6 separate regions of the Mus musculus genome follow, and all the other regions are linked to region 1. Evidence: chromatin contacts called from public HiCAR-type, HiChIP or PLAC-seq and promoter capture Hi-C data. All regions are on one chromosome and are shown on one strand. The core of a region is the stretch at or near the end of the contact, and the rest is flanking DNA. Distances in the headings are between cores, read along the strand shown. Region 1 holds the start of Lgmn (legumain). Region 2 holds the start of Ddx24 (DEAD box helicase 24). Region 3 holds the start of Fam181a (family with sequence similarity 181, member A). Region 4 holds the start of Fbln5 (fibulin 5). Region 5 overlaps Trip11 (thyroid hormone receptor interactor 11). Region 6 holds the start of Trip11 (thyroid hormone receptor interactor 11).

Evidence for each region. Promoter capture Hi-C pulls out the DNA fragments that hold promoters and counts their contacts. HiCAR-type assays count read pairs that join an accessible place to other places. HiChIP or PLAC-seq counts read pairs in DNA pulled down with a chosen protein or histone mark.
Region 2: a contact with region 1 is called in an H3K27ac HiChIP or PLAC-seq map of microglia, with 5 times the contacts expected there. The contact joins the promoter of Ddx24 here to the promoter of Lgmn in region 1.
Region 3: a HiCAR-type map of astrocytes shows a contact between it and region 1, with 2.3 times the contacts expected there. The contact joins the promoter of Fam181a here to the promoter of Lgmn in region 1.
Region 4: a promoter capture Hi-C map of liver shows a contact between it and region 1, with 2.1 times the contacts expected there. The contact joins the promoter of Fbln5 here to the promoter of Lgmn in region 1. A contact is called at or near these places in 3 of 39 promoter capture datasets (the 3T3-L1 cell line, hippocampal neurons and liver).
Region 5: an H3K4me3 HiChIP or PLAC-seq map of bone marrow-derived macrophages shows a contact between it and region 1, with 2.2 times the contacts expected there. The contact joins the enhancer-like site here to the promoter of Lgmn in region 1. A contact is called at or near these places in 4 of 39 promoter capture datasets (the 3T3-L1 cell line, 3T3-L1-derived adipocytes, the HPC-7 cell line and 1 more), 5 of 115 datasets of contacts at active chromatin or transcription factors (astrocytes, bone marrow-derived macrophages, epiblast stem cells and 1 more) and 1 of 9 other capture datasets (pancreatic islet).
Region 6: a HiCAR-type map of astrocytes shows a contact between it and region 1, with 3 times the contacts expected there. The contact joins the promoter of Trip11 here to the promoter of Lgmn in region 1. A contact is called at or near these places in 10 of 39 promoter capture datasets (the 3T3-L1 cell line, 3T3-L1-derived adipocytes, the C10 cell line and 7 more), 3 of 484 Hi-C or Micro-C datasets (B cells, nephron progenitors and uterus), 12 of 115 datasets of contacts at active chromatin or transcription factors (astrocytes, bone marrow-derived macrophages, embryonic forebrain and 6 more) and 1 of 9 other capture datasets (pancreatic islet).

Annotation. Positions count from the first base shown.
Region 1 is chr12:102,438,132-102,441,877 of GRCm38.p6, reverse strand. Lgmn (legumain) reads left to right here and starts at 2,150. Exons shown (of 14, transcript NM_011175.4): 1 at 2,150-2,247.
Region 2 is chr12:103,423,663-103,427,408 of GRCm38.p6, reverse strand. It overlaps Ddx24 (DEAD box helicase 24), which reads left to right and starts at 1,562. Exons shown (of 9, transcript NM_020494.4): 1 at 1,562-1,630; 2 at 2,812-3,537. The coding sequence starts at 2,817.
Region 3 is chr12:103,313,154-103,316,899 of GRCm38.p6, reverse strand. Fam181a (family with sequence similarity 181, member A) reads right to left here and starts at 1,941. Exons shown (of 2, transcript NM_001195726.1): 1 at 1,830-1,941; 2 at 1-1,128. The coding sequence starts at 1,062. The coding sequence ends at 184. It overlaps Gm29508 (predicted gene 29508), which reads left to right and starts at 2,131. Exons shown (of 3, transcript NR_136894.1): 1 at 2,131-2,385.
Region 4 is chr12:101,817,165-101,820,910 of GRCm38.p6, reverse strand. It overlaps Fbln5 (fibulin 5), which reads left to right and starts at 1,792. Exons shown (of 11, transcript NM_011812.4): 1 at 1,792-2,177. The coding sequence starts at 2,161.
Region 5 is chr12:101,890,147-101,893,892 of GRCm38.p6, reverse strand. It overlaps Trip11 (thyroid hormone receptor interactor 11), which reads left to right. Exons shown (of 21, transcript NM_028446.1): 7 at 100-462; 8 at 3,275-3,315. Among named protein-coding and RNA genes, the nearest start is that of Gm20036, 21 kb to the left of the region's middle. Within about 2 kb of position 1,577, at least 22 of the 459 cell types and tissues checked have an H3K27ac peak or open chromatin away from gene starts, as enhancers often do. A contact at or near this core is called in bone marrow-derived macrophages, where this site is marked.
Region 6 is chr12:101,911,454-101,915,199 of GRCm38.p6, reverse strand. It overlaps Trip11 (thyroid hormone receptor interactor 11), which reads left to right and starts at 2,029. Exons shown (of 21, transcript NM_028446.1): 1 at 2,029-2,510. The coding sequence starts at 2,372. It overlaps Gm20036 (predicted gene, 20036), which reads right to left and starts at 2,533. Exons shown (of 2, transcript NR_152255.1): 1 at 1,223-2,533; 2 at 1-605.

The DNA.
Region 1 (3,746 bases), core at 901-3,400:
CTCTCTTTTCCTCCCTCTCTTTTTCCCTCCCTCCCTTCTTTTCCTTTCTTTTCTCTTCCCTCCCTTCTCTCTTTATTTTATCTTATTTTATTTTTTATATTTTTTGAGACAGGGTTTCATTATATAGCCCAGGCTGGCCTTGAACTGAAGGCAATGTCCCTGCCTCAGTCTCCCAGGCATTGGGATTTATAGGTGTATTCAACCATACCAAGCTACCTTGTTTTTCCTCATTAGAATTCTCAAGAGGGCAGAGGTGACACACTCCTTTATTCCCACCCAGCACTCTGGAGGTAGAGGCAGTCAGATCTCTGAGTTCAAGGCCAGCCTAGTCCACAGAGAAAGTTCCAGAACATCCAGGCCTACGCAGAGAAACCCTGTCCCAGAAAAGAAAAGAATTCTCAAGTTACACCCACTGCCCAAGGGACCATTGAACCTTATATTTATGGGGCACTTAGCTGCTGCCAGGTATGAGGAAACCGAGAAGATGAGCTAGTTCCGGGCAAGACGCTTGTAGTGGGTGTGGGGTTGAAATCTGAATCCAGATAACTTGAAAGCAGAGCTCAACTGTGCTCCCAGGCCTGGACTCAGACCTCTCTGGCATCGCCTTGCAGGTCTCCTGGGCTCCCCGGCTATCACCTTGGCAACCCCCAGCATCTTCTACTAGGTATCCACTTACAGTGCCTTCTCTTCTGGTCCACTCAACTCAACTATTGCTGAGGGAGGGAAAAGGTTTTCCCAGGTCCTTTGTCTGAACACATCAGGCCACAGGCCAGGATGTCCCTTTCATTATTAAGGCCTAACCGTCAAAGTTTACCTTTTATTTTGGGTGAGATAGGAAGTGGCTAAGGACACATTTCTAATGCCCAAGGGGAAGAAATAAAATCCTATTTATCTCAATACTTGGCTATGTGTGGCACTTAAAGGGGCCTGGTAAATATGTTCAGTGAGTCCATGAATGTGCTTCAAATACTCACGGTGGAAGACCGGAAGGCATGTTTCATCATAGGGTTTTGACTTGAAGCCCAAGGTCACCTCCAAGCTGTGATCCTAGGCCATGTGGCCGTATGCTAAGGTCAGTGACAGCAAATGTTTTCTTCCAAGTGTCCGTTGTTATCTTCATTTTGCTGCCCTTACAGTCTCTCACAATGATTCAACTCTCCTTGTCTGCAAACATGGCCAGAGATAATACTAAGCTGGCAGATGCGGCTATGATCTTATTAACCGAGATAGGGAGCAGACCTGCTGTGGGTTGCCAGGCCTAAGACTTGGGGGGAGGAGGGGGAAAGATTCAGGGACGGGGGGTGGGGTGGGGAATGGCTCAAAGTGTAACAAACTTGTGTGACCATTAGGGAGAAAGACACAGCTGATCTCCTGGATTCACTGGCCAGCAGTCTAGCTTGACCAGTAAGCCCCAGGCCAAATGAGTTGGCCCTGTTTTGGGTCCTGGTATACTCGGGCAAGACTACATGAACTCTGTCACAACTCCATCCAACTCATTCACTGAGCACCAGCTTCTGGAACTTGCATATAGAGTATTTTACTTCCTCTCCAGCTCACTGTGACACCGAACACTTGGGACGTGACAGGGAATTAGGATTTTAGCATTCAGGAACCAGACTACTAAGGTTAGCTTCCGCCACTGAAAGTGTCTTGGGAGCCTGAAAAAAATTAAGCTCCTTGATTTTGTCAGATGTCTTGTCTGTAGAGCTGGGGTGGCCATACATTTCTGGAGGTTGGGGGTGGGGTGGGTGTTGTGATCATAGGCCAAGGCAGACCAAAAAAAACCCCAAAACAACAGTCCTTTGTTGTGGGTGGACTACGGGGTAGCATCCGTAGGTCCAGTGCGCTGACAAGGCTGGAGACCAGTTAGTTCGCGCGACTTCTCACTCACTGTCCGTAGAGTCCCCAGACACCTAGGTGCTCATGCCTAGCTCATTGAGAAGACGCAGCCCCAACCTCTGACCACAGGGCCCTAAAGCTCCGCCCACAGGGTCCGAAGCCCCGCCCACGCACACTGGGATTCGTAGTCTTTCTGGCTTGCCGGCCTCAGTCTCAGCTTCTATTGGTTTCCTTATACGCCACACTCCGAGGCTGCACAAATCAGGCTGCGCAGGTAGCCCGGGCTCAGCGATCTGTGTTGCCGCAGCTCAATCACAGCGGGGCGGACTCTAGAGGTGGCTGCTCTGAGTCTGCGCGACGCCCGGAATTCCCACGGTTCTGCAGTCACCGCGGCGATCACCCGCCCAGGTAATCGGGGACCCCGGGGAGGACCCGCGCCCCATGAGAGGTGACTTAGCGGTTTTTGGCTAGGCTTTCCATCCCTCGACCCTTTCTGAGTAATATTTCCCTTCTGAAAGCTCCTAGCCGGAGACTTGTTTGTGTCGCGAGTGTGCTTTGCTGGAACGGCGGGTTGCCCTGGAGGGCGAAACTGAGGCAGGAGGAGGAGTCGGTTTACTAAGGTTTCACAGCCAGGCAGCTCTTGGCAGAGTCCCGGGTTTGTTGTTGATGTTTTTAACTTGAATCAGTACACCAGTAGACAGGGGCGATTCCCGATCTGAACAAAAACACCCCGACAGGAATACCCCAAATATTCCTGGCGAGAGCTAGTGGGTTTCAGGGAGGCTCACATGCTCCTTGATAGTGAAAGCTAGCCTTTGTGGTCCCTGGCCCCATAGGGTTAGGATTATTTTGTGTTAAGTACAGTAGACCCTAAGGGCTGGAGGATGGAATGTCTGTCACGTGGTCCATTTTATAGATGAAAATGAGTGGTCAGGATTTGAAACTCGCCCTGTGGTCTACAGCTGTATGCCCTATGGAATATTCTTTACTCTGGGTCTGCAAACCAAATATTTATTGGGCTGGAGTAAGTAAGGTAAGCTTTTCTTTGCTTTGAGACAGCCTCCTCAAACTCAACATGTAGCCATGAGGTTGGTTTTTGAATTCAGCGACCCTCCTGCCTCAGCTTTCTGAAGGCCAGAATTACAGGGTTGGGGCACCATGCTGTGTTCTTTGCAAAGATTTTTGAGACGAATTTATTTTGTTGGGGGTAGAGATAGTCCTTTGTGTACAGAGACAACACCCAAACCTCATTTGGGAGGAACTAGGACTTGGTGTGGAGGGGAGAGGGGTGAAGTTGGAGCCATGGAGATAGGGAGTGGCTAGTGGGTCGGAGGAGGGGTGTGCATTACCTGGAGAACAGCAAGGTGAAGTTGTGAACAGCGTTTTTTGGACCTGGGATTGTGGAGCCTGTTTGGATTAAGGGATTACATGTGTGGAGTGAATTGATGCAGGAGGATGTCACGTGTATCTCAAATGCCCTTTAGTGGGGTGGGGAATTTAGGTGTTGTCCTGAATACCCAGTGAGCTGCTTTTAGTGTAGATTTCTCTTTACCTTATCGGGTTTGTAGGGTAGAAAGTGTTAGAGGAGGTCACACTGAAGACCAGAAGGGCACCACAGTCACCCCCAGGGGAGTTAGAGCAGTGGTAGGAAGAGAGAGACTACACCATGCCCAAGACACTGTTTATTGATGGGGACACATTCTTGGACATATGTGTCAGTAGGCGATGTTGCTATGTGTATGCTGTGTGTGTGGGGCTTTCACAGGAACCTGGATGGTGTAGGGCACTCACTGTGGGGCTGCTAGGTACGATCAGAGATGGTACAGTGTGCAGGAGAAGAGCGAGGCTGCGGCCTGCAGAGCGTTTTCTATTTATAGTAACTGGGAGGACTCTCTGGAGCCACACAC
Region 2 (3,746 bases), core at 313-2,812, 990 kb before region 1:
ATTGCCCATTTTGTAAGCATATCCTTTTACAATTGAGTTTCTGAATTCTGTATTTCCTGCTTTATTAACCACATTCAGATGTGTAGTTTGTAGGATTTCCTTTACTCTTTTTTAAAAAAGATTTATTTTATTTCATGTATATGAGTACACTTAGCTGTACAATTGTTTGTGAGCTTTCATGTGGTTGTTAGGAATTGAATTTTTTTTAGGACTCCTGCTTGCTCTGGTCAACTCCCCTTGCTTTGCTTGCTCCCTCCCAAAGGTTTATTATTATAAATAAGTACACTGTGGCTGTCTTCAGACATGCCAGAAGCAGGCGTCAGATCTCATTACCAGTGTTTGTGGGCCACCATGTGGCTGCTTGAATTTGAACTCAGGACCTTAGGATGAGCAGTCAGTGCGCTACCTGCTGAGCCATCTCACCAGCCCCTCCTTTATTCTTTTTAACAAGATATCTCTTTTACGTTTTTAGGTGTATGTCTGTGCACCACGTGTTTGCAGCACCCACTGAGGCCAGAAGGGGGCATCAGATCCTCTGGTCAGGAATTATGGATGGTTGTGAGTTGCTATATGGGTGCTGGGAACTGAACACAGATCCCTCGGAAGAGCAGTCTGTGCTTGTAACCACTGAGCCAACTCTCCAGCCCGCCTTTTTTCCCCTCTCTATTCAGGGTGGTGTGCGGAAGCATTTTTGTTTTCATAAAAATTTCATGCATCTCTTTTTGCTCTTGTCTATCCTTTTGGCGTCTTGGTGAAAGTCCCTTGCCAATGACAACACTCTGTTATCTAATTCAGTGTTAGGTGTGTATCTCATAATGCTGACACGGAAAAAAAAAAACTGATCTAAGTTAAGATATAAAAGAATACATTTTCAGGTCTTCGGAGATGGCTCAGTGGGAAGCGTGCTTCCATATGCATGGAAGACTAGTTTATTTATTTTTTTAATTTATATGAGTACATTGCAGCTGTCTTCAGACACACTAGAAGAATACATTGGATCCTATTATAGATGGTTGTGAGCCACCATGTGGTTGCTGGGAATTGAACTCAGGACCTCTGGAAGAGCAGTCAGTGCTCTTAACCTCTGAGCCATCTATACAGCCTCTAAGACTAGTTTAAATCTCCAGCACAAACATCAAAAAACAATCAAACTAAACAGGCAAATGTATCGTGACCAGCTCTGTGCAGTAGGAAAGGCACTACGAACTGGAGAACATGGCTCTTTCAACCCAGGGTTAGGTGGTTTATAAATTAGGTAAGGAAATGTTTTAAGGCTCCAGGTAGTCAGTTACTCATGCATGTGGGACAGCTACTGCACACAAACCAGACAGCGATTACCCGGGCGCTTGCGCTCCCTAGCGTCCAGGAAGGAGCTCCGAAACATTGCCTAAACCATAAACAGGAAGCGTAACCTAGGCCACACAGGGCCCGCCCCCCAGCTCAGTCCTCCGAGTTCCAGCCAAAGTCCTGAGAGAGTGCCAATCAGATAGACGCTTCCGCACAGAGGCGGAACTTCCTTCCTTAGCGCGCACGCGTGCCCGGAGCTCCGCCCCGGAACTGCAGTACTGAAGCTGCTGCAGTTCCGGGTCGGGTTGGCGCAAACGGCCCGGCGTGTGAGGTGACTGCGGCGGTGAGTGCTCTTTGTGGGTTCGGAGCGGAGCAGGCCCTGGCCGGCTGCGGAGGGGCTCCCCGGTGTCTTCGAAGCATCGTGGCTCACCGGTGTCCCCACAACCTTGGTTGCCGGTGGCTCATGCTTTGCTGTGGGCATCAAGGCCCGGCAACCTCCCTTGAAGCCCTCGTGGGACTCTGGCAGAAGGCACAGGTCACTCCCCCGCGCCCTATTTCTAGTGACGTTCCCTTCACCTTGTCAAGGTGGGGCCGAGGTGCGGCGGGGGTCGGGGGGTCGCCGTGCGTCCCATGCCATCCTCACAGACGCCATGTTAAGCGGTTTTTGACGTGCGTCACTATTTCGTATTCAGATGAGGACCCAGTGCGATAAATATCTCATTATCCTCAATTTGTAGATAAGGAGACTGAGGCACAGAGATGTGCAGCAAACACCGAGCAGGATCCAGATTTGAATCGAGTTTTGCCTTACTCTCTCCACAATGTCCCTTTTCATTTAGAGAGGACCCATGTAGCGCCACTTCCACACAGATGAGTCGTGCATACTCAGACTTTAAAGACAGGGTCTTGTGTAGCCAAGGCTGGCTTTGAGCTCCTGATCTTCCATCTCCATTCCTGAGGGCAGGATACCGGCTATGTACGGTTTTACGCAGTGCTAGGGGGGGTGGAACCTAGGACTTGACGTGTTTCAACCTATCTGGCCAAGGCCAAGATGATGGAAATGGCACTTGTCTTGTTCTACCAGGGAAAAAAGCACGCCGTATCTCAGATTCTTACTCCGTGTTCAAAATGGCTTATCAAGCCTCTTTTGATACTTATTTTGTGTACAGTGTAAAATTAGTTATTATTAGATATTATCACACCCTTCTCATTTAGAAAGATTGTAACACTAAATTCTGAGAGGAGGTGGGTGGGTGGGGGTTGCATACAAAGTAAGTGTTGGAGCTAGGATCCTAACCAGAGATAGCTCATGTGTCCTTTACTGCCTGTGTCCCCTCTGCTCCAAGCCAAACTACCTATTCTGTGGGTGTGTTTCATTTTCTGGATTTGAGCATCTCCTCTATGTAAGTTAAGCCATCTCTGTGTCCTTGGCTGTTTGCAGGGTCTAGTACGTTTTAGGAAAGCGTGTGTTGCCCTAGAGCCTGTACCCCACAGTCACTAACCCAGAAGAACATTTCTTTTCAGCAACCATGAAGGTGAAGGAGACAAACTCAAAGCCAAAGTTGGCAAGCCGTGGCACGTTCCAGAGGAAGGGCATCAAGATTGTGGGGAAATGGAAGCAAGTGACGATCGACCCGAATCTGTTTGCAGATGGACAGATGGATGACCTGGTGTGCTTTGAAGAGCTGACAGATTACCGTTTAGTCAAGAATCCCTCCCGTTTGTTCTCAAGTGAGGAGACAAAGAAGAGAAAGGCCCAGGCTGTTTCAGAAGAGGAAGAAGAGGAGGAAGGACAGTCCAGCTCCCCAAAGAAAAAGATCAAGTTGAAGAAGCAGAGAGATGCGGCACGAGCTGCCGAAGGCGCTGCTGCCCAGAATGAGTATGAAGTCAAAGCGTCCGAGCCAGAGGCTCAGGGAGAAGTCACTGCTTGTTCTGATCAAAAGGTCGGAGGAGCCAAATCAGAAAGCCTGGCCCAGGCTGCTCCAAGAAAGAAGAAAAACAAAGGGAAAAAAAAATTGGATACTTTTCAGAGCACTTCCCCCAAATTGCCCAAAAAATCGAAGAAGACATGGATGGCTGAGGTGCACGACCAGAAGGCAGATGTGTCTGCCTGGAGGGACCTGTTTGTGCCCAAGGCTGTTCTGCGCGCTCTCAGCTTCTTAGGCTTCTCTGCACCTACCCCAATCCAGGCTCTGACTTTGGCCCCTGCCATCCGTGACAAACTGGACATCCTTGGAGCTGCTGAGACAGGTAAGGGCTGTTCTGTCTGTCCCAGGTATGAGAGTTTCTGGATTCAGTCCTTGGTTGTCCATAGGCTGAGAAACTGGGAGAGGGGATTGTTGGGAATGTGACCACAAAAGCCATGTGTTGCAAACATCCAGCTCTGGGCTGAAATCTGCCCCACTTGACTCTGGTACCCTCTTTCTATCTCTGAGGTCTATGTGAGGTCACTACTTCAT
Region 3 (3,746 bases), core at 692-3,191, 880 kb before region 1:
CCGTGTTTTCCTGTGCCTTGGTCCACAAGCTGCAAGCTCCCTCCGCATAGGTACCTGTCTGAGGAGCCTTGTCCCTGAGGCAGCCTGGCCAGGCCCCTGCCCAGCTCCCTCCTCACACGGAGAGCTTGTCAGTGACTGACCCCCATCCTGGAGGCCAAAAGAGAGAGGGCTGAGGGTGTTCAGCTAGAGGTAGCCAAAGACATTGAAGATAGGGGGAGGCATGGCTGGCTTAGTCGGGATAGGCTTCAGAACTACGGGTCTGTACACTTTGGGCCCTGGGGTGTCCACACCCTTGCAGAAGTGGGCCAGATCCACAGGCGAGGCCAGGCTTCTCCTCCACAGGCCCAGACTGGGTACTGGGCCCTGAGGCAGGACCCCTGGGAGACCCGGGAAGATGGGCTGTCCATGGGACTGGAAAGGGCAGTAGCTCCAAGCATCCAGGCTGCCTACCAAGGATACCCCAGACATCTTGAGTGGTTCCGTGTCAGCTAGTACCCTTGGGGACATGGGCAGTGGAGCAGTCTCGGGCCCCAGGGACTCCAGACCCTTGCAGTTTTTCTTATTCTCATACAAAGATGCCTCCCTGGGGGCCAGGCCCACCTCCAGCCCCATTGGGTAGCTGAGAGTGGGCCTTGGCTCCTCCCAGAACGAGGCGGGCAGCTGTCTCTTCCTCATGGGAACCTGGCCGGGTCTAGCAGCCTCTGGATTCAGCCCCCGGAAGCCCTGATCCTTAGAAAGGCATTCCTCCCTAAAGGGGGTCCCCAGGGCCTTTTCTGTGCAGCTCCCACCCCCACCGGGGCTGGATTGGGGACAGGGATGGAGGGGTGGCCGTCCAGGCCTCTCTTCAGGTCCCCTCTGCAGGTGGGGCTCTGCCACCCTGCCAGGCAGGCCCCTAGGGAGCCGCGAGTACTTCTGAGAGAAGCGCTTGAGTTGCTTCTGCAGGTACTTGCGATGGTCCACAGAGCGGCGGCAGGGTGCGGACTTGTCCAGGGCCGCCTTGATGTCACTGGACGCCAGGTTGACAAAATTCAGAAGCATCTTCACGTCACTGTCAGCTGCCATCACCACGAGAACTGTGCAGGGCTTTCCATGAAGAGCATGGGCTCTGGAGGAGCGCACAGGGCAGACCTAGGGAACACAATGAATGCAATAGGCAGCAGGAGTCTCTCCAGGGCAGTTACGCCTTCCCCAGGGCCACCAGGACCCAATGCACACATCCTCCATTCTTCTGTCCCAAACAGAATCCACAATGGGGCTGGTGAGTCGTTATTCAGCACCTTTTGACTATCTGAGATGAGACAGGTGTCAACTATCTCATTCAGTCTTCTGGGGCCTGTTGCCCTCTTCTGGAAGTCAAGGCTCAGAAACTGCAAACACCTTGCTCAAAGCCACCCAGCTACAAGTGGCATTGCTGGGGCTACATTCCCAGTTGGTCGCATCTCCCACACATCGTGAAGGCCAGCGCGCACGACTCACCATTCAAGTTTTTATTTTCAAAGCCAAAGAAATCCTCTAAAGAAGGCCAAGCCCCCTTCCCCCTCCTTGGTGGTGGCCTTCCCCTCCCACCACCCCGCCCCCTCCGCAGTCCCCACGCTCCACCCCCAACTCTCACACAGGGCCAGGCAGGATCTCTGTCTAGCACTTAATCTAGACCTGCCTTCAAGGCTCATCCCTGCCGGCCGCAGGGACTCCCCTGTAGAAGCATCTGCAGCAATTTCATGCCTCCTCGGCCACCACCCACAGTACTGTGCCCCTCCCCCAAGGCTCTAGTCCGCTCACGCCCTGCCCTCCACCCAGCCAGGCCAAACCACTTGGGACTCCGTACTGACCGAAGGTGAAGGCCAGGGCCCCCCGCCAACGTGGCCGGCAGGTTCCCCACCGTAGACCCCCGCAAGCCTGACGAGCTGGCGTGCAGTGAGCTCCGTGCAGGCTGAGAAGCAGTTGTGCACAGCCCTTGAGTGGGCTGAATGGAGGACAAGTCCGGAGCTGGGGGGCCCTCAGGCCAATCAGGAGCGCCTCTCCAGATACAAAGCATCCCAATCAGGCGGCGGAGCCCCGGTCCCACATTCTTTGCCGTCACAAATTGTCACCATGGGGACCATCACAAAAAAAGACAGCTCCCAAATGCAATCATTTCCCGGTAAATTTCTACCCTTCAGCCCCACTTTTCTCCAGTCTCCATACCCACTCCTCCCCTTGACCTCAGTAACCTGGTTTCTTGAGGTGTGTGTGTGTGTGTGTGTGTGTGTGTGTGTGTGTGTGTGTGCGCGCAAAAAGTATTCAGGATCAAGGAGGGCTGGGCACAGTGAGACAGGCACCCAACCTTCCCCAGATACTTCAGGTCTCCAGCTGCCATGCTCCAGTGCAGACAGACAATCGGATGGGGTAAGCCGGAGTGGGCTGCTTTTCCTCTGCCCTTGAGTGTTGAGTGTGCATTCTCTGACTCTGTCTCTGGCCTCGTGTCTCTCACCTCTTTCAACCGTCCTTCCTGAAGGGTCCCCCTGGGATGGATTTGAGAGGTGCACTGATGTGGGGAAAGGTAGCCCTGGCGGGCTGGCTGAGGGGTGCTGGGATATCCATGGGAAGGGAGCCGAGGCTCTCAGGAATCTTGTCTTTATGTTTGCTTCCTCAATTGAGCTGCACAAAGCCTGAATTGCCCATTCAGTGCGGCCGGACAAAAGGGTGGCGTTGCACGGTCCCCTTGCGTTTGTAGTCAAACAGTTAGGGACTTAAATCGAGTCGTCATGATGGAGAAAGAGGTGGACAAAGCCCATAGAATTGCCATCAGCAAACATTTTCCTGTGTCATATTAGCTAGTCTCCATGGCTCCCCCTGGCCCAGGGACAATGGCACAAGTTTGCACACTTGGCTACTGTCACCGTGCCAACGCCGGCAGGGCTGCAAGCAGGGCCGCTCAGTTGGAGCAAGTGAGGGAGCCCAGGCTGCCGTGGCCCTGCCCATCAAATGCCCAGAAAGAAGGTGAGGCTGAGAGCAGCCCGGTGAAGGAGAACTGTCTGGGAAGTGCTCCCGGGCAGGGTCTCCATGCTAGCCAGCTCAGTGGACCCCCGCAGGTCCACTTTCCTCCCCTTTCCCTGTCTTTCTGTCATCTTCTTCTGTCTCCGACTGCATAGTGGCCCACAGCTTCATACCACAGGCATGGTTGCATACCCTGACTTAGGAGTGGCACCAAGAGACATCTGCTGTAGGGATGAGGCACCTGTCTAGAGTAGCCCTAAGTTCCCTCCTCTGGAGGAGACGGCCCAGGGCTAATGAGCTGCAGCTCTAACTCCAAGAGCTCCACATGCTCTCTGTGCAGAGCCAGAGCAGAACAAACAAGGGTGTGCTGCTGGCATTAGGACCCCTGTCCTGGTAACCAGCTCACATTAGACTCTCCAGAGCCCTTCGTGTGCTCTGTCCTACGTCGGCTTGGCACGGGGAAGGCCTCTGCAGCAGCCTCTGCATTAACTGTGGGCTATGCCACTGCTATCTTAATCGTCAGGGCTTTGGAAGGGGAAATTCTGCAGCATGTCCCCAGCCCATCTTGACAGGTAAGAGAGGGTCCCATGCATCATGTTCCAAACTCTTGGTACACTCTGCTGGAGATATACTCTGGGGTCCTGTGGCCACCAGGTTAGGCTCCTGCCAGCGCCTCTCAGAACCCTGGCTGCCTACATCGAGGTAGTGTGTCTCTACGTGTCTTGGACTACCCCCCTTTTACTTCCCATACATGCTGGGAGATTGCCTCA
Region 4 (3,746 bases), core at 543-3,042, 620 kb after region 1:
TAGGACAATCCTCCGCTACCTATGTATCTGGAGCCACGGATCCCTCTCTGTACACTCCTTGGTTGGTGGTTTAGTCCCTGAGAGCACTGGGTGGTCCAGCCAGCTGATGTTGTTCTTCCTATGGGGTTGCAATCCCCCTTAGCTCCTCCAGTCCTTCCCACCTGGGTACCTGATGTACAACACACTTAAGGTTTGATTGATGTTCAACCCACTTAACGTCTTGTACTTTTACAAAGTTCTAGACATTTATTTATTTATTTCTATTTTTAAAGGTTTTTTTTGAAGTTTTAATTTTATGTATATGGGTATTTTGCCTGCATGTATGTCAGAAGAGGGAATCAGGTCCCCTAGAACTGAAGTCATCAGCAGGTTTGAGCCACCTTGTGGGTGCTGGGAATTTGAACCCAGGTCCTCAGCAAGAGCAGCCAATGCTCTTAGCCATCTCTCCAGCCCCTACAATCATAGTTTTTATATTAATCTAATAAAATTGGTCTATGTGACTACCAAGATTCTATTAGAACTATAAAGTATATTAGAAAGCCTGCAATATCAGTGTGTGAGGAGCCTCTTCAGCATTTTAAAACATGTTATAGCACAACATCATGAAACTCAAGTCTATGTTCCTTACTGTACGAAGTGCCTTGGCCAGAAATTACATCAGGTACTTGAGAGGTTCTTTTGTACTCCCTCCCAGTCACTGCCGACTTTGAGCTTTAGACAGAGCAGCAGGCCAGGGTGCACACTTAGAGGTCTAGCTATTTTGATGGGTTACTCTCATTTATTTCCCAATCTGAAATTCTCTTTATTTCGCCCCTTTAGTGCAGAACTGGTGGACTTGAAGGGTTTTTATAATCCTAGCTACTAGAACAATGGACGGGAGGTACTATCTCATGAAGGAGATGAACCTAAATGTAGTTTATTCTTAGCCATTTCATACGCCCATAGTAAATAAATCAGGTCAGTTGACCTCTGAGCTTCAGCGGAATCAACAGCAGTCTGGCTGCTCTAGTTCAGTCTAACGAGATTTTAGAGTAAGAGTCCGTTTCCTTAAAACAGTGTTAGAAAAGAATAGGATGTAGGCTTCAGAGACTCGCTGGCATCTCTGAGAGCCATGAGGCAGTGGGGAAGTCACTCGACCCCTTTTATTCCCACCTCCAAGGAAACTGAACCAGTTTCTACTGTACAGAGGCATATGGGGGGGGGGGGGACTCTGCCCCTTTGCTTTCTGAACTGTAGGTCGGGCAGTTGAGGGTCCAAGAGAAGGTTCAGGCAAGGAAGGTCTTGCGGTGTAGCAGTCTGGTCGTCGTGTCTTTTGGAGAGCAGTGTCTTTGGCACTTTTGCACTTGATAGAGGGTTCCAGAGCTATGAAACGAAAGGGAGTGGGGCGGGGCTTCCAGGGCCCAAGTGTAGCCCACCATTCTTTAGGCTTTTCGCTGTTGACTTTTACAAATCACCTTTCTACTTTGAAGGCCAGAAACAGCAACAGCAGCAGCAACAACAACAACAAGCTAAGGATAACGAGGTGAGGGCGGCCAAGGAGAGTTCTCAGCCATTGCTTGCTCTTCCTGGTCCGCCCTTACCCCCACATCCCAGCTTAGGGGTACCACGCTTGTTCCAGCCCGTGATTTAAGCCTCGGGTTCCCAATTGCTCACGCGTCTTTCGTCCGTGAAGCCGCCTTGGTGTGAGTTCAAGTTCGTGCTGCCACAGAGCCTGATGACACGCCCCCTCGCACGCGCCCCGCTCCGCCCTGGGGAGGCCGGGCGCCCCCCAGCCCCGCGCTCTGACGGGCTCCCCTCCCAGCGCCGAGCACTTGGCCCTGGCAGACGCCCCAAGATTGTTGTGAGGAGTCTAGCCAGTTGGTGAGCGCTGTAATCTGAACCAGCTGTGTCCAGACCGAGGCCCCATTTGCATTGTTTAACATACTTAGAAAATGAAGTGTTCATTTTTAACATTCCTCCTCCAATTGGCTTAATGCTGAATTACTGAAGGGGGTTAAGCGAAACCAGGTGCCGGCGGCGAGGGCTCTGCAGTGGCTCCCAGCACCCGGCACTGTCCCGGCCCTCCGCGCTGCCCGCTCGGCCCCTCCGGAACCAAGCCGCCCCAGTCCCACCGCAGAGCCTGCCTTCCTCGCGTCGCTTCTCCTCCCGCGCATCTTGGATATGCCAGGATTAAAAAGGTAGGTTGGAAGGCGCCAGGAACTGTCTCCAGGCTTGAGAAACCTAACTCCAGACCTGATGGGTGGAAAATAGCTATGGCTGAGATTCCGCCTGTGTCAGGGCACTGGAAAAGACTTTTAGCTAGTGATGCAATGACCCTGTTAATTACAAAAAGCTGCGCCCATCTCAAAGTCTTCGTTTGGGAGTGGGGATTTTTCTAACAGCGTCAGGAGTCAGCATCTCGAGAGAGGCAGCAGACAACCTCTCTAGGTCATTTCTCTTTCTTTTTGGAAAGGGCAGCAACGTTGTGCGCAGTTTATAAACTATCACACTACATGTTTTTTAAATTTGGGAGACTGCTGACTACGGCACCAGCAATTGCTTTGCTGCAACGGCTGTGAGACAAGCAGAAGTCTCCGAACACTTCTGTCTGCGTTTGCTCTATGTGTGTGATTTACAGAGGGAATGGGACCTAGAAGTTTCGAGCCAATGCACAGTGGACTCTGCAGACAGAGACGCATGTAAGCAAATGTTTTGCTGTTCTTTGCGGAAATTGCAATTCCAGTCAAGTAATCCTTGAGCCTTGAGGAAGTTTAAGGATGACATCTGTTCTCCCTTTCTCCAGTGTCTCTTGAAAATATAGCTGCCCTGCATAGATCTACACACTTTCTCTGTGTGTGTTTGCATGTGGGAGGGGTGCATGCATGCGAATACAAACCGAGCCTCATTATGGTAAGCCATAGTTAATATTACCATCCCACATCTCTGACCAGCAATGTCTGTCACTGACAGACAGTTGGAGGGTCTGTCCTCCTCCTCCTCCTCCTCCTCCTCCTCCTCCTCCTCCTCCTCCTCCTCTTTTGGATGGTGGACCCAGATTCAAAAGAAAAGGGTTGAGACAGTTTCTCCTCCCCAGTATTAATTATACTTCAATTTTGGTATGATTTCTTTCTGGAAAGCTTCTCTGTTAGCCTAGAGATTATTTGGCCCCCAGGACCCAGCCATAGCTCTTCCAGGAGGCTGGGCTTGGAGCTGGCCAGCCCTGGTCTGGCTTTCGCCAAAAGGAATGGGGAGTGGGGTAGGGGGAGAAGCCGGTAGGGTTAGCATGCCTTTTCCAGTCTCTCTCAAACTGTACTGCATACAGTCAAGCTGCTCTGTCTCCAACATAAACGAGACGGGATTTTATAACCACCTGAAAGGAAACTTCATGAGAAGAAACAGGAAAACATTGAAATTCATAATCTACAGACTGGAAAATAAATTTGTTATTGTTCTCTTATTCCTTCCAGATATAAAGTCTGGCTCTTGCAAATATAAAAAAAAGCCCAGGGATTTGGCTCTGCACTTTATAAGGTCAGAGCTGTCTCCAGTGTTGGAGAACCTGGCTCACATAGGCAGTTAGATGAAATGGAAACCTGTCTACTCAGGATTGGATCTGGGACTCCGTGAAGGAAGTGGGTTTGCATCTTCCAGTACCACATCGGGCTCAGTTTTGCCTGGGTGCCTGGGTGCTACCTTCCCTCTGTGTCCTCTACATACCTACTGCTATTTCTCCTGCGCTGTGGGTCAGGGATGTGAATGAGCTTGGA
Region 5 (3,746 bases), core at 328-2,827, 550 kb after region 1:
TGTCCAGGTTCTAAACACTCTTAAGTCTATATTATATATATCCAGCAATTTATGTTTTGGAATTTGACATTTGATTCCTCTTGGTTTTTGATGTTTTAGGTGGCTCAGGAGTTACGGTAACTGATCACTCTAAAGTGTATGAGATGCAAAACACTATTCAGATCTTACAGATGGAAAAAGTAGAATCTACCAAACAAATCGAAGACCTTGAGAATAAAATAAAAGAGATACATAAAAGATTGTCTTCTGCAGAACATGACCAGGAAGTCTGGAAAAAAGAACAAGAGCGGCTGGAAGTGGAAAAGAGAGAGATGACTGAGCAGTGTGAGCGCTTGAAGCTGGAACTCAGTGAAGCCCAGCAGAGTGCTCTGCGGCAGAGTGATGCTGCGGTGGAGGAGGAGACGATCCTCCCACACAGCTCCTCAGTCGCAGAGGTCCTGAGATTGCAGCAAGCTTTGACTGGTATAAAGCGTTTGGAACTTACATTGGTGTTTCTTGGCACACTAGGTCTTTTTAGAGACAAGCACTTGAATAATTGCAAGGTTTATGGAAATTAAGTTTATGGACATGATTATGTAATTAGAGTAGAATTGTGGGGCTTGGATTCAGCACCAAACACTTGTCTGCTGGTAGGGGGTAAGGATTAGCAGGGTGTCCTTGGCCTCCCTTCCTCATTCTTTTAGGTGTTTACATAGAAGTTAGTGATTCAGAAAGCCAGGTAGATTGCTAAGAGGTTGTGGGTATAGCGATTGTTATTCATAGGCGTTGCTCTGTTTCTTTAATGTAGACAGAACTGAGTACTGTATGTACCTAATCAGAGCCCAGATTCTTCCATTAGGGAATGAGTATTGAAGGAAGTAGACAGAGCCCAGTCAGTGTCCAGTCATAGCAGGAAAGAGTGGGAGGGAGCTCCTCAGCTGAGAAGATGCAAACTCTGTATGAACTCATCCATTCCTGCTCTGAAAGGAGCAGTTCTGTGTGCTTGTGAGCACCTGTATCTGTATCCTACATGCCAGTATATCATGAGCTCCTGACCCCAATTCAACTTAAAATTAAATGTAACGTAAGATTATCTTCTCCTCTCCCTTCCTTGCATTCCTTCCCTAACCTCTCGGAAGCAGAATTCTAGAAGTCAACCATGTTCTGTAGTTTTTAGTTCCTTGATTTCTTTCTGTGTGAGTGATATTCAGGATTGCATCCCCCAGGACCAGGGTTTCTTAAGTGCTTCAGCACTGGGGGCTGCCACTTGGGTAAAGGGAGGGTAGTTCAGAGGGGGATCTGGACCTCCAAGGAGCTCGGTTCTATTTATTTATTTATTTATTTATTTAGGTTTTTCCAGGGGGTTTCTCTGTATGTCTGGATGTCCTGGAACTCACTTTGTAGATCAGGCTGGCCTCGAACTCAGAAATCCGCCTGCCTCTGCCTCCCAAGTGCTGGGATTAAAGGCATGCGCCACCACGCCCGGCTTGAGCTCTGCTCATTTTAAGTGTATTTTCTTACCATATTGAGTGAGCCTCCTGAGTCTGGTTAACAGTAGAGCCACTCTCCTAGTTCTTCCTTCCCTTTTTTCCCATTTCTATAGCCGTGGAATTACGTCAGTCAGGAAATAACTACTTATTTGCTGAGTTAACTGTTAACAGATCTCATAGTGGAGTAAGCAGAAAAATGGTTAAGAACAACAGAGTTGGGGCCTGGAGAGGCAGCTCAGTTGTTATAAGTGCTTGCTGAGCAATTATGAGGACGGGGCTTTGGATCCCATCATCCAAATATCAGCCTGAGCATACTGTGTGAGCCTGTAACCTGAGCTTTGAGGGGAAGGAAACAGGAGGATTGCTGGCTACTGTCCTGGCCTAGAAATATGAGTTGGCTGGAGGAAGAGACCCTGCCTTAAAAGACTACTAGATAGGTGGCGAGTGACAGTGGAGGAAGTACAGAACACCCTCTCTTGGCCTGTGAATAGGCATACAGATACACTCACACATGCAAATCACTCTTTAAAAACCAAGACGGTTGGGCTAGGAAATAGTATTATCTTACTTGTAGGGATGGAGTAGTTGTGTGGGCTCTGTGAGTTACTATCGTCTGCAGACTCTCCTTTTGAACAGCATCTGTTCCCATGTGAGTGTTAGAACAGTATTGGCTGTTTATTCTCTGGTTTCTGTTATTTTTGTTTATCTTTTTCTTTCTACTATGCAGCTAGAGTAAAGTTTTAGAAGTACAAAGCCCCTACTTTATAGTACTGTATGGCTTTATGGGAACTTGAAGATGCACTCTGAGCTTTGTTAGTTGAATGTGATGTTTCTGGTCTTCTGGTCTGCATTTACTCCCTCAGTTTATTCCCATCGCCCAGCTTTGTAACTTAGCCATAGTGGACTCTGTGGTTCCTTCAGTCAGCATTGTCTTAGCTCGTTCTCCTTAGTTTTGCTGCATTGTCTGGATACTGTCCCTAGTTTTCTTTTGGCCGACTAATATTACATTGACCCAGTGGAGGTCTTACCTGCACCAAGGAAGAGGAGGAGGACCTGCGTTGCCTCTTGCAGGGCCGCTTTGTTCCCACCCAGTCAGGACTAGATGCTCACCCTTTGTGCCCTCACAGTGGTCATGCTTGCTCTTTCACACTGTAGGCAGCCATTGTTTACTTGTTTCTACCACAATTCTATTCTGAAGTGTAAGCTCACAGAGCTAACGCTGGCTTTGTCATAAATGCTCAGTTGTCTTGGGATGAGAGGTGAATGAATTGCTTCAGCTGCTCTCGTGTTCTCTGTCTCTGGACTCCTCTTCCAGAGCCTTCCTTCTCTGTGGATCTGTATGCAGTACAGTGTTACTACATTGCTTTATCTAAGGTGATTACATAACTATACTGCTATCGTATAAATTTTTACTTAATGCTTTTCAAGGTTGTTTTTTTGTTTTTGTTTATTTTGTTTTAAATAACAATCGTACACCTTATACTATTCAAACTAATGGGATGTATTTTGAAACATAATTGATACTATTTTTATCAGGACAGTAGATTAGTGCCTCATCCAGAGCACAGTGATAATTCTTACACTTTCCTAAAGCACTGGCTTTCTGCATGGTTTTAAACTCAGAGCTTACTTGTTACAGTCATCACGGAAATAGAGAATGGCAGAAGTGGTCATTATTTCAAGCCGTCAGCCTGCTTGCTCTTGTGTCTATAAATATACTTTGCTTACTGCACCTCTGAGGTTAATGTGGGAGGCAATTACTCAAATATTCTAAGTAATGTCAGGTTCATTCATTGTTTTTACAGATGCTGAAAATGAAATAATGAGACTAAGGAGTTTAAACCAGGTAACTTTTTGTTTTATGTTTGTGCGTGTGCGTGTGCGTGTGCCTGTGCGTGTGTGTGTGTGTGTGTGTGTATACACGTGTGGCGGCTCCTTCCAACTTTACGTGGATTCCTGCTATCAAACATGATGCCAGGTTTGCACAGCACGTGCCTTTACTTGCTGAGTCATCACCAGCCCTTAGCTGTGTTTTAGTTCAAATTATTTTGTAAACACACATTGGTTTTTTTTGTTTGTTTGTTTTTTGTTTTTTTAATTTTTTTTTTTTTTTGAGACAGGATTTTACTTTGTATCTTTCGATATCCTAAAACTGTAGGACAGAGTCCGGTGTAGTGGCGCACGCCTTTAATCCCAGCACTCAGGAGGCAGAGGCAAGCGGATTTCTGAGTTCGAAGCCAGCCTGGTCTACAGAGTGAGTTCCAGGACAGCCAAGGC
Region 6 (3,746 bases), core at 780-3,279, 530 kb after region 1:
GCTTGGCTTTATACTTCACTTTGGCAACATGTTCTAATCTTCTGGCTCCTTCTCATTCTCTGGCTCCTTCTGTCATCACTTGTGTCTAACCTGTTTCTGTAAAACCATCCTGGTAAAATCTCCACACACACCTGTCTCCCTGTCTCAGTCTCTGTGTCTCTGTCTCTCTCTCTCTCGTAGCCTCTTTCCTCTGCTGTTCTGTGAGTTGGATGTATCCTATCTCTGACTCATTCTGTCAAATCTTTCTCTGGTTCGTCACATTGTCCCTTAATTAGACATCACTTTCAAACAAGGCTGCTTCCTTCTACAAACTTGCCTTATCTTCATGTTAGGGATTAGAGGTGTGTACTAAGGGTGTGTCTGTATTCCAGCCAGACCATACTGTATTCCAGGGTTTTTCTGTATTCTGCCCAGTTCCTGTGGGCTTAGAAGATCTTTGGATGTGATCCCTTGTCAGAGCACCCATGGTGTTGGATTAAAATTCCCCTATAAGGTCATGAGATTCTGGTCTTGTCTTAGAGTTTTCTCCTAAGCACCCAGAATTCTCACAGGATTTCATTCTTGGACCATGTTCCAGCAGACACGGAGCTTTAGAGGATTTATACCTACAGAAAAAAGGAGATTACAGTTGCTAAACTTTTCAGTCATTCATGAACCCAACTAAATTCATGTCACTCATCACTCATCATTCTAGACGGAATAAAAGCCAGAGTCCTGTTCATGGGCTACTGGGCCCTTGGGACTCAACTTCTTCATGCCTTCTGGGTCCATACTTACAAATATTCCCCAATTCATTCTTAAGCCATCCTTGCCTTCTTATAAATTCTCAAAATTGCCAGGGGCCTCCAGCCAAAGGGACTTTATTATACTCAGTTATGTCTTATTGTCTAGATAAGCTATATGGGAGCGCCCCCCCCCCATAGCTGTATCTCTCACTTGCTCATTTCAAGTCTCTATGCAAGATTATCTTATTGTGGAGTCCTCAGCCATTTTCTACATCCCCAGGGCTCAACCTACTGTGGCATGCCCATACTCTCCTTACCTTACCCTGTTTTACTTTCTCCCTAACATTCCCTAGTGCCCAGAATTAACAGTAGACATGTTAAATCATTTGACGACTATATATACTACACTTAAAAACACTGTATTGGGCATGATGGTACATTCTTGTAATCCAGTACTCATGAGGTAGAAGCAGAAGGGTCATCAGTTCAAAACCAACCTGGATTATAGGAGAGCCTATCTCAAACAAGGGCTGAGGATGTGGCTAAGCCGAAAAGCCTCAATGCCTGTACAAGTCTCTGGATTTGATCTTCAGCACCAAAAATTCTCCATCATTCAAGCTGAAAGTGTAGCTCGTCAACCCCACCCCCAATGACAGTGTTCTGGCCTGCTGCTTCTCTTGGGTGTGTGTCTTTTCTTCATTTTCTTGTCTTCCTTACTACTAGCCACGTGTCTCTGTCCAATTCCTTGTTCTGGGACACGGAAGCTGAAAAACCCTCGGAGGCAACCCCTAAATTCAAATAGATATCTGGTGAAAATTATTCAGAGAGGGATCATTTGAGAGGCGGTCATGGGATCCCACAATCCTTTAAGTGCATGGTAACTGAAAACAAACACCAAAACAAGGGTTTTCTGCCTGGACATTTGAATTGCAACCCGCTTTTTCAGCTTTGTAGCCTCGTTTCCAACCCTCTGGCACGGATGCTCTTATATCCGCAGACGCTGGATAATAGAGTAATGCAGATGGATTGAGGTTGCTTCCCTGTGGGGTGGGACGACCCTATCGAATCCTAGCGATGCAATAGCTCTTGTAGACAGGATCAGAAGGCACTGTCAAGGGTTACTTCCTCTTACAAACAAAAGCAGCTGCGCAGGTGGGAAGAGCCACCGCCGCCGCCACTGCCTTTTCGGTCTCCACCTAAAGTTCCGCAGGTTACGCGGAAGTCACGGATCTGGCTGGCCCATTTACTTGGTCCTCCGCGATCCCACGGTCCTTCGCGCCCGGGACGCCTCTGGCAGCGGCCCTTCTACGCTATCGCGAAGCTTCTCTATGGTCACTGCCGCTTTCCCGGCAGTGTCATGGCGGCCGGCGTTGAGTTGGCAGGACTGGCCCACGAAACTGAGGAAAGTCAGTAAAGCTGAGAAAGAAGTAGTGCAGCCGCACGGCGGGAAGCCGTGGGAATGAGCAGAGGCCTCGCGGGGCCCACGGTGTCCACAACGGCGAACCCTTGGTGAAGCGTCAGGCCGGGCCTCGGCTTTCTGACGCGGCCGTTGGTGGGAGTGCCGTGTCCTGCGAGTCCTCAGCGTCTGGATCCGCACCAGCTTCGGCGTCCAGGGACATTTGGAGAGGACGTGTCCACCCGCAGCGATGTCGTCCTGGCTCGGGGGCCTCGGCTCCGGCTTGGGCCAGTCTCTCGGTCAAGTAGGGGGCAGCCTGGCTTCCCTCACTGGCCAGATTTCGAACTTCACGAAGGATATGCTGTTGGAGGGCACGGAGGATGTGCCAGGTAACAGCTGGAGCGAGGGCGGTGGGGCTCGGTTGGGATCCACTTGGTTCCGGGTCCGGTCGGTCGGCAGACGCGGACGGGTCCCGAAGGAGTCACTCCACGCTTTTTTCTCTGCTCTCCTCCCTTTACCTCCGTAGCCGCTTTTCCAGCCTTCAGGACCACGGTGGAGAATTCTGGACCTCTCCCCTCATTGAATACGCTGGATAGCTCAGCGAAGTGGACCTGCTGTTTCTATGCCGAATAGGGTTATTTGGGTGGCCCATGCCTATTACTTACTTCGCCCATAGTTTGGGGGCTGATCTCACTTTGATCCTATTCCTTTAGTATGACAACTAAAGTATGGCAATTGCCCTCCTTCCCCCCAAATACTTTGTAACATTAATTACTCAAGATTAAACACTTGATCTGGCTTTAGCACGTTGTTAGGGGAATAGGGCTGTTTTTCTATTCAATTGTTTTCTAATTTTGCTCATCTTGAAGACACTTTGCAGCTGAAAACGTAGTTTTGTGTAGGATGGCACATTCTCCCATACTTTTGGAGAACTTTATCTTTTGAGAATCTTACCTACCTTTACTCACTTTAAAACTTGAAAAATATTGTGGTGTCTCTGTCTGTCTGTCTGTCTGTCTCTCTGTGTGTGTGTGTGTGTGTGTAAATGATGCACATATGCATGAGTGTCTACCTCATCGCCCGTGTGTGGAGGCCAGTAGACAACATTGTGGAGTTCTCTTTTCCCCTTTAGGTGGAATTTGAGGATGGAATTCCTTTTACTTTGCTTGAACGACAAACACCTTTACTCACCCATTCACCTGGCCAGGCTCCTTCCCTTATTTTTGAAGTCATCATCTTGCCGTCCTAATGAATAGTGACCTAGAATTCGATTGTAATCAGTGGTTAGGTTAATTACTCTTCCGATTTCTTGACATTTGTTAAGCAAGGAAGTGAGGAGATCCAGCCTCTAAGAGCACTGGCTGCCCTCTCAGAGAACCCAGGTTCTATTCCCAGCACCCAGTGGCAGGTAGCTAGCTCACAACTTCATTCTGTTTTCAGAGACTCGGGTGTCACCTTTAGGCCTCAGCAGGCAGTAGGCACCCAAATTGTGCACAGACACACATCCATATCATAATACAATAATAATAATATATACTTTTAAAGTTTTAGTCAAGGTTTGCAGTGTAGATTAGGGTGTCCTGGAGCTGCCAGTCTTCCTGCCCCTGCCTCTCAGTGCCGGCATT